Linked DNA regions of Xenopus tropicalis: region 2 is linked to region 1. Evidence: chromatin contacts called from public Hi-C data. All regions are on one chromosome and are shown on one strand. Each heading gives the region's core, a stretch centred on a gene start, on an enhancer-like site or on the middle of the called end of the contact. The rest is flanking DNA. Distances are from core to core; before and after follow the strand shown. Region 1 overlaps maml1 (mastermind-like protein 1). Region 2 holds the start of maml1 (mastermind-like protein 1).

Evidence for each region. A called contact is a pair of places that touch in the nucleus more often than the background predicts.
Region 2: a Hi-C map of gastrula embryo shows a contact between it and region 1, with 1.6 times the contacts expected there. The contact joins the promoter of maml1 here to the enhancer-like site in region 1. A contact is called at or near these places in 3 of 5 Hi-C or Micro-C datasets (brain, gastrula embryo and neurula embryo).

The regions. Positions count from the first base shown.
Region 1 is chr3:12,058,695-12,062,583 of UCB_Xtro_10.0, forward strand. It overlaps maml1 (mastermind-like protein 1), which reads right to left. Exons shown (of 5, transcript XM_004912749.4): 2 at 1-285. Among named protein-coding and RNA genes, the nearest start is that of ltc4s.1, 32 kb to the left of the region's middle. Within about 2 kb of position 1,802, at least 4 of the 11 cell types and tissues checked have an H3K27ac peak or open chromatin away from gene starts, as enhancers often do. A contact at or near this core is called in gastrula embryo and neurula embryo, where this site is marked.
Region 2 is chr3:12,092,453-12,096,341 of UCB_Xtro_10.0, forward strand. It overlaps maml1 (mastermind-like protein 1), which reads right to left and starts at 2,192. Exons shown (of 5, transcript XM_004912749.4): 1 at 1,537-2,192. The coding sequence starts at 1,866.

The sequences.
Region 1 (3,889 bases), core at 552-3,051:
GTTCAGTTGCAGGCTGCCATCGGGAAGACACTTTTTACTGTGGCTGTCAAGTCCGATTGAGTGGTTCCCATTTAACTGCATGGAGTCTCCACTGGGAGGTTTGTTATCCAGCTGATTTAGGGGAGACACCGGAGGCATCCCATTTGAAGAACCAATAACACCGCCAAGTCCATCATCGTGCCTCAGTTTCTTAGGCACAGAAAACATGTCTCCGTAGCCATTCTGCTGATCGCCATTTTGTGGGGAAGCTGCATTATCCAGCTTTCGTTTAACAGTTTCATGGAGCTGCTGAAAGAAAAAAAATAGATTTTAATTACCAAAAATTGACTTTTCTACTTCCCAACTACTACTCCAGTACTTATGTTTTACTTTACATGCACCAAATCCCAGGTTTGTTTTAGAATTTATAAAATGCCTGACAAAACCAAACCTGAACCCAACGTTATGTGACCCACTAGACAAATAAAGGTGTCTATTTATTCTACTTTGGCCCAATTCTTTGTGGTGGGTTCAGTATCCAGATGAGTCCTAAAATTATGGATTTGGTGCATCCCCAATTTATTAATGTAACATAATTAGATTAACATTTATGTACAGCATTCATTAAAAGTTATACTGATACGGTTTAATAATTAGTAAGAATGTGGCAGTATTATTTCTAATAAATGCTTTTTTGTCGGGCTGTAATAGATGGGGCGCTTTAACATAGGCGTGTGCTAAAGTGACCCCGCAACCTGGCCCTATGCATTCATGTAAAACACTGTACATGTGGCATTTTTTTCACTAGACTAAAGGTAGGAGATCCAAATAACAAAGATCCCTTATCTGGAAAACCCCAGGTCCCAAGTATTCTGGATAACAGGTGCCATACCTGTAGTAGCATAATAAAGAAACACAGGTGTTTCAACCTAAAACCCCCCAAGTGATCATTTCCATATGAAGACACTAGAGGGCAGCAAGTGCTAACAGATCAAAAGCACACATTTAACAAAAATAGTAGCACCACCAACAGGGACATATTTACTTGAATCTGGAATATTTTCTCCAAGAATGATCATTTGCAGTTTACCAAGAGATGAGTTAAGGTGGCCTACACGTTACAATTACAATCTTTCCTGCGACCAGGCAAGATTTCTCTAGTGGATATTTGCCAAGAAACGTACAAGAATACATTTTCCCAAAAGAGAAATGTCTCCAGGTTAAGGCTGGCAAACTGCCATTAAAAAGGCAGCCTAGCATTGTGGCTTAGGTACCCGCTGCATGCTGTCTGTAAGCTGCAGATGTGAAGATGTTACAATTTGTAACATCAATGTTTTAGTCCCTCCTTCCCTGCCAGAATTTTAAATAATATAGAAAGAGAATGACTGTTTTGCAGCTGGATTTCAGCATATAGGTATTTATTCATACTTTTTGAAGGAACAAATTACAGTGATAATTCATATTGGAAAGCTGCTTAAAATGTTTTCTTACATTTGTGAGGGTCCTGGGCTGCTTCCCCTACGGACTAAGTAATCATCAGAAACTCACGCAGTGATGTAAAAACACCAGTAAAACCCATTCAGAGAACTGAAATGCACATAGGAGTTGAATGAGATGCCATATTTATCCCATAAAAGCCGAAACCACAAATGCATTTGATGCTACACACATACTTTTCCCTGCTCTCATTTACACATTCATGCTTCCCTTTCTATGCAGTGTGGCCCTAGGCTCCCAGCTCCTTTGTACAGAATGGGGTGGGAGTAAGTGCCTAGTGAGCAGCCACCCTCAGGCTTGTGGGAACTAGTTGTGCTGCACAACACAATCTGGCTACCTTGTAACAGGCCAACAACGTTCTCCGATTACAGTACAAACAGAGCAGCACCATAAACATTCCTGCCCAGCACTCACACTGCTGCTAGAATCTTTCAATTTAGGCTAATGGCACAGGGGGATGATCCTTGGCCTGCAGATTATAACATAGGGGCTGATTTTCGCCCTGCTTTTTATCGCCTTCCCCTGTGCCGGAAACCGGAGCCACCGCATCAGCCAGGGTGCAGGCACACAGAGCGGATTTTGGCACCGTGCATTTCAGCACCAAAATCCGCTTTCCTGTGCCTGGGGTTAACACAATGGCTCCACATGTGGTACAGGGAAAGGCTGATTGCCAGCACAGGGGCTGCTTCTTGTAATGCACTGATCCCCAACCAGTGGCTCGGGGGTACATGTTGCTCTCTGCCCCTTTTGATGTTGCTCAAAGTAGGCTCCATTTTCAAATTTCTGGCTTGGAGACAAGTTTTGGAAGCCCAGAGACAGTTTTACTCCAAGCAGAGGCTCCTGCAGGCCAGCAGTCGACGTGGGGCCACCAAATAGCCAATCACAGCCCTTATTTGGCATCCCCCAAAGATCATTTTTCATGCCTGTGTGGCTCCCCAACACATTTTACATCTCCATCTACAGGACAAGAATCAGCCCAGTGTGGCATCTGCTTTTATTAGAAAAGCAAATCACAAATCCAGATTGGGGAAATCAAAGGCAGGTGAAAGAGAGGCAACTGTACATTAAATACAGGTATATAATCTTATTATTTAGATGGCTTGGGGCCTGTGGGTTTTCCAGATAATGACTTCTTCTATAATTTGGATCCCCATACAATAGGTCTACTAAAAACATTTAAACAAAATAACAAGGATTGTTTTCTCGCCAATATGGATTTAATAAGCTACGTCACTATCAAATACAAGCTACTGTTTTACTATAGAGAAAGATCATTTTTGAAAATTGTAACTGCTTGATATTATATTTAATATTTATTATTTGTCCTGGTTTCATCTCTCTCATATCGCTCTTTCAGTGTCTCTTCCAACCTTCTCCGTATCACCTTCTACCTTACCAATGTGTTAGGGTTTCTCAAGGCTCGGTCCTGAGCCCATTATTATTTTCTCTCTATACTTTCTCCCGGGGCAAAGGGAAAAAATCAACGTATGTGGTTCCCAATAAGCACCTCTACCCTGACCAGTTTATACAGAGGTCTCCTTATTTCAAGCAAGAGCTCTTGGGGGGGGGGGGTATCTACCTGTCTGTCTGCTATTTCTGCCTGCAGGCTCATATACCTCAGAACTAGACTGTAAGCTCTTTGGGGCTGGGCCCTCTTCATCTCTTGTATCGGTTAATAGTTGCTTTGTATGAATATATACCCATTTATTGCACAGCACTGAGGGATATGTTGGTGTTTTATAAATATTTGGTAATAGTAATACGGACTATTGGAGACAACCTTCCCATAATATGAGCTCTATAGATATTAGGCTGAGGTTATTAGGTTGTCTATTTAAAAAAATATACGACTCATGTGACAGAGGCCCTAAATTTCAATCCTTAGTGCATTGATGTGGCCCTGCCCCAACGCTCTGCAGCGGCATTCCAATCCAATCATTGGCCATGCGATCAGCCCAATATAGCCCAACATAGAGGTATCCATATTGGACAAATTTCAGGTGGTCAAATTAACACAGGATGATAAACAGGGGACAAATATTATTCATGGCTCTTAACAGCGCTATATAATAAATATCCTTCTTGCATACGACATATGTTGCCAGGAAATGGCTTATTTGTAGGTTCTACAACAATTGACAACATTTTAATGTTGAAAAAGTGAAATTGTGTCCGCACTCTACACCAGTCCAATAAATGGGTGCTAGGTCCTTGATAAAGGTCCCCACAGGGACTGATTGTGTGTGTGTGTCCTGAGGACGGCTTGAATCTAAGCCGAAACGTTGAATTAAACACCATTTTTTTGCTTCATACAACTCCTGTGAGTGCAGTTTGTTTGTGCGCAGTAACTATGTTATCCATGCACCCAGGCAGTACCTGGAGTTACATATATACACTAGTGACCATCGGAGCT
Region 2 (3,889 bases), core at 942-3,441, 34 kb after region 1:
TAAAAAGTAGCTGCTACTAACTAGCTCATATGCCCAATACAAGCTCAGGGCTACAATCCCCAGAGCTACTAGTAGCAGCAGCTACTTTTTCCCTGCTACTAAATGCCAGAAAATCCCCTGCCATAGACAATACTGAGAATTGCCTCTGCTAAAACACAGCTAGAGACAATTATCAGTAAATGATCAGCATTTTAGTAGCCACAAGTAGCTGCTACTAGTAGCTCCGTGTGCCTTCACCCTAAGGGCTCTGGCACACAGGGAGATTAGTCGCCCGCGACAAATCTCCCGTGTCTCAGGCGACTAATCTCCCCGAGTTGCCATCACCTGCCATCCCACCGGCGAAAGTGTAAGTCGCCGGTGGAATGGCACACGTGGTGACGCGATTTCAGTGAGATATCGTGCAAGTTGCCTCGAGAGGAAACTTGCGCGATCTCGCTGAAATCGCGCCGCCGCGTATGCCATCCCACTGGCGATTTACATTTTCGCCAGTGGGATGGCAATCCGGGGAGATTAGTCGCCCGAGACACGGGAGATTTGTCGCGGGCGACTAATCTCCCCGTGTGCCAGAGCCCTAAGAGTTTAAAGGCCACAGAGTAAGAAATCCTTGCCATGCCTCAACAAGGGTGAAGACACACTGAGCTACAAGTAGCAGCTACCTTTTCCCTGATACTAAATGCCAGAAAATCCCCTGCCATAGACAAAACAGAGAATCGCCTCTGCTAAAACACATGTAGAGACATTTATCAGTAAATCATCAGCATTTTAGTAGCCACAAGTAGCTGCTACTAGTAGCTCCGTGTGGCTTCACCCTAAGAGAGTTTAAAGGCCACAGAGTAAGAAATCCCTGCCATGCCTCAAAAAGTAAGGGTGAAGACACACTGAGCTACTAGTAGCAGCAACTTTTTTCCTGTTACTAAATGCCAGAAAATCCCCTGCCATAGACAATACTGAGAATTGCCTCTGCTAAAACACACGTAGAGACAGTTATCAGTAAATGATCAGCATTTTAGTAGCCACAAGTCGCTGCTACTAGTAGCTCCGTGTGTCTTCACCCTAAGAGTTTAAAGGCCACAGAGTAAGAAATCCCTGCCATGCCTCAACAAGGGTGAAGACACACAGAGCTACTTAGTAGCAGCTACTTGTCACGGCTACTAAACACCAGAAAATCCCCTGCCATAGACAATACTGAGAATTGCCTCTGCTAAAACACACGTAGACACAATTATCAGTAAATGATCAGCACAAGTCGCTGCTACTAGTAGCTCCGTGTGTCTTCACCCTAAGGGTGAAGCCACACGGAGTTACTAGTAACAGCTACTTTTCTTGGCTACTAAAACAGACAATGCTGATCATTTACTGATAATTGTCTCTACATGTGTTTTAGCAGAGGCAATTCTCAGTATTTTTGGGAGTTTAGTAGCCTTGAAAAAAGTAGCTGCTACTAGTAGCTCCGTGTGGCTTCACCCTAAGAGTTTAGAGTAAGAAATCGCTGCCATGCCCCTGCAGGAAGATCGCAGAAGCCCTGCCGTCACTTACCGCGATGAGAGTGCTGTTCCTACACTGCTCGCCATTGCCGCCGCCGCCTCCGTCGGTATCCAGGCTGCCGGTAGTGCTGGGATTCCCCCTGCCCGGGCCGGACTCGGCGCTAGAGACAGCCTGCTGCCTGTGCTTCCCGGCCCTCTTGGCCTTGGCCTGCAGGCAGCGCTGGTGTAACTGGAAGGTATGCTGCCTCTCTAGCTCCAGCCTCTCCCCAGCTAAGGCTTCGTATCGCGACTCGCAGGTACCGTGGTGCCGCCGGCAAAGCTCTATCCGTCGGCGGAGGCGCTCCATCACGGCGCTGTGTCGGGGGACCACAAAATCCGCCATCTGTGGGGAGAGGTGAAGCCGGACTATTACGGGAATAGCACTCTCATACCCCCGGCCTGAGGAAAAGCCTCCTCTGACAATGGCAACACTTTCCCCCCCCCGCACGGTATCCACTTCTCTCCCGCCTCGCAGCTCCCCCTAACGCCCCCGCCGCCCGCTCGCCATTGTTATCCGAGCGTCCGCCATCTTGAAACTACTCTTCTCTCGGAGTAAAAGGGGTGCAAGCGTCACGGCTGATAGGCAGAGACCGCCGACCAATCAAACCTTGGCGTGGGCGGAGCCCAAACAGTGACGTCTGTGTTTTGTAAACGGATCTTCGGGAGCAGTGTTTTGCCTACGGTAGGCGGAGAGGGGAAAAAAAGGTTGAGGATGCGGAAAACCAATCCAAAGCGAGCGGTAGTGATTGGCTGACGTTGAAGGGTGGAGCTTTGCCAATTAGAGTTTAGCGGCTCCTCCCTGAGTTTGCTCTAGATTCCCAGCTCAGAAGCAAAACAAGTGGTTTGTGTATTTTTTTTTTTTTTCTTTTGGAACAAAGATCAGATTCTGTTGAGGCACTAAAAATAGCAGGAAGGGCAGCTTCTTCTGATGAACAAAACTGAAATCAACACAATGCTCTGCTGCAGCTATATTTAGCTTGAAAACTTTCCAGGCACCCCCTGAGCTTTAAATGGTACATATTTTTGATATATTGTTCAATTTTTAAATGCCAAGGTATTCCTCAGCGCTGTATGGTAGCAAAAGATTCACAGTACATGCCCTGGCTTGAACAATATAAAATACCCCAAAATTTACCAAAAGCGAGGTTAGATCATACCTCCCAACATTTGAAAAACAAAAAGAGGGACAAAAAGATTTGGCGCGCGCGTCGCGGCAAAATTTTTTGGTCACGCCCACTTTTGTGACCACGCCCCAATTAACACACGCCATTTTTTTCTAAAAATACTCCTTTTATATAGTTGAAATGGCGGGATCAGATGCAAATGTGCTATACCCTCATACTGTACTACCTAAGGAAGCCCACAGAGCCCCCCATACACAGTGCCCCCCCATATACAGTGCCCTTCATACACAGAGCCCCCATATACAGTACCCCCCATACACAGTACCCTTCATACATAGAGCCCCCCCATATACAGTGCCCCCCATACACAGTACCCTTTATACACAGAGCCCCACCATACACAGAGCCCCCCCATACACAGTGCCCCCCATACACAGAGCCCCCCATATACAGTACCCCCCATACACAGTATCCCCCCATACACAGTGTCCTTCATACACAGAGCCCCCCATATACAGTACCCCCCATACACAGTACCCTTCATACATAGAGCCCCCCCATATACAGTGCCCCCCATACACAGTACCCTTCATACACAGAGCCCCCCCATATACAGTACCCCCCATACACAGTACCCTTTATATACAGTACCCTTTATACACAGAGCCCCACCATACACAGTGCCCCCCCATACACAGTGCCCTTCATACACAGAGCCCCCCCATATACAGTACCCCCCATACACAGTACCCTTTATATACAGTACCCTTTATACACAGAGCCCCCCATACACAGTGCCCCCCATACATAGTGCCCCCCCAAACACAGTGCCCCCCATACACAGAGCACCCCATACACAGAGGCCCCCAAACACAGAGCCCCCATACGCGCTCCGACTCCTTCTGCTGCTTCTCTCCTGTGGCTCCTTTGCCGGCGGTCCCTGGCCCTTTTATAAGGTTGCGCCCCGTGTGTACGTGTGACGTCATTACGCACGGGCGCAACCTTATAAAAGGGCCAGGGACCGCCGGCGAAGAAGCCACTTGAGAGAAGCAGCGCAAGCAGTCGGAGCGCTCATCCCGCTCTCACGGATCCTTCTATGAATGTCCCGCATTTCCGTAATCTATTACGAAAATGCGGGACATTCAGGGAACTATCCGGGACAGCGGGATGAGCTATAGAAAGCGGGACAGTTGGGGGGTATGGTTATACGATTAGAATCCTGGCAACCATTTCCAAACCCGT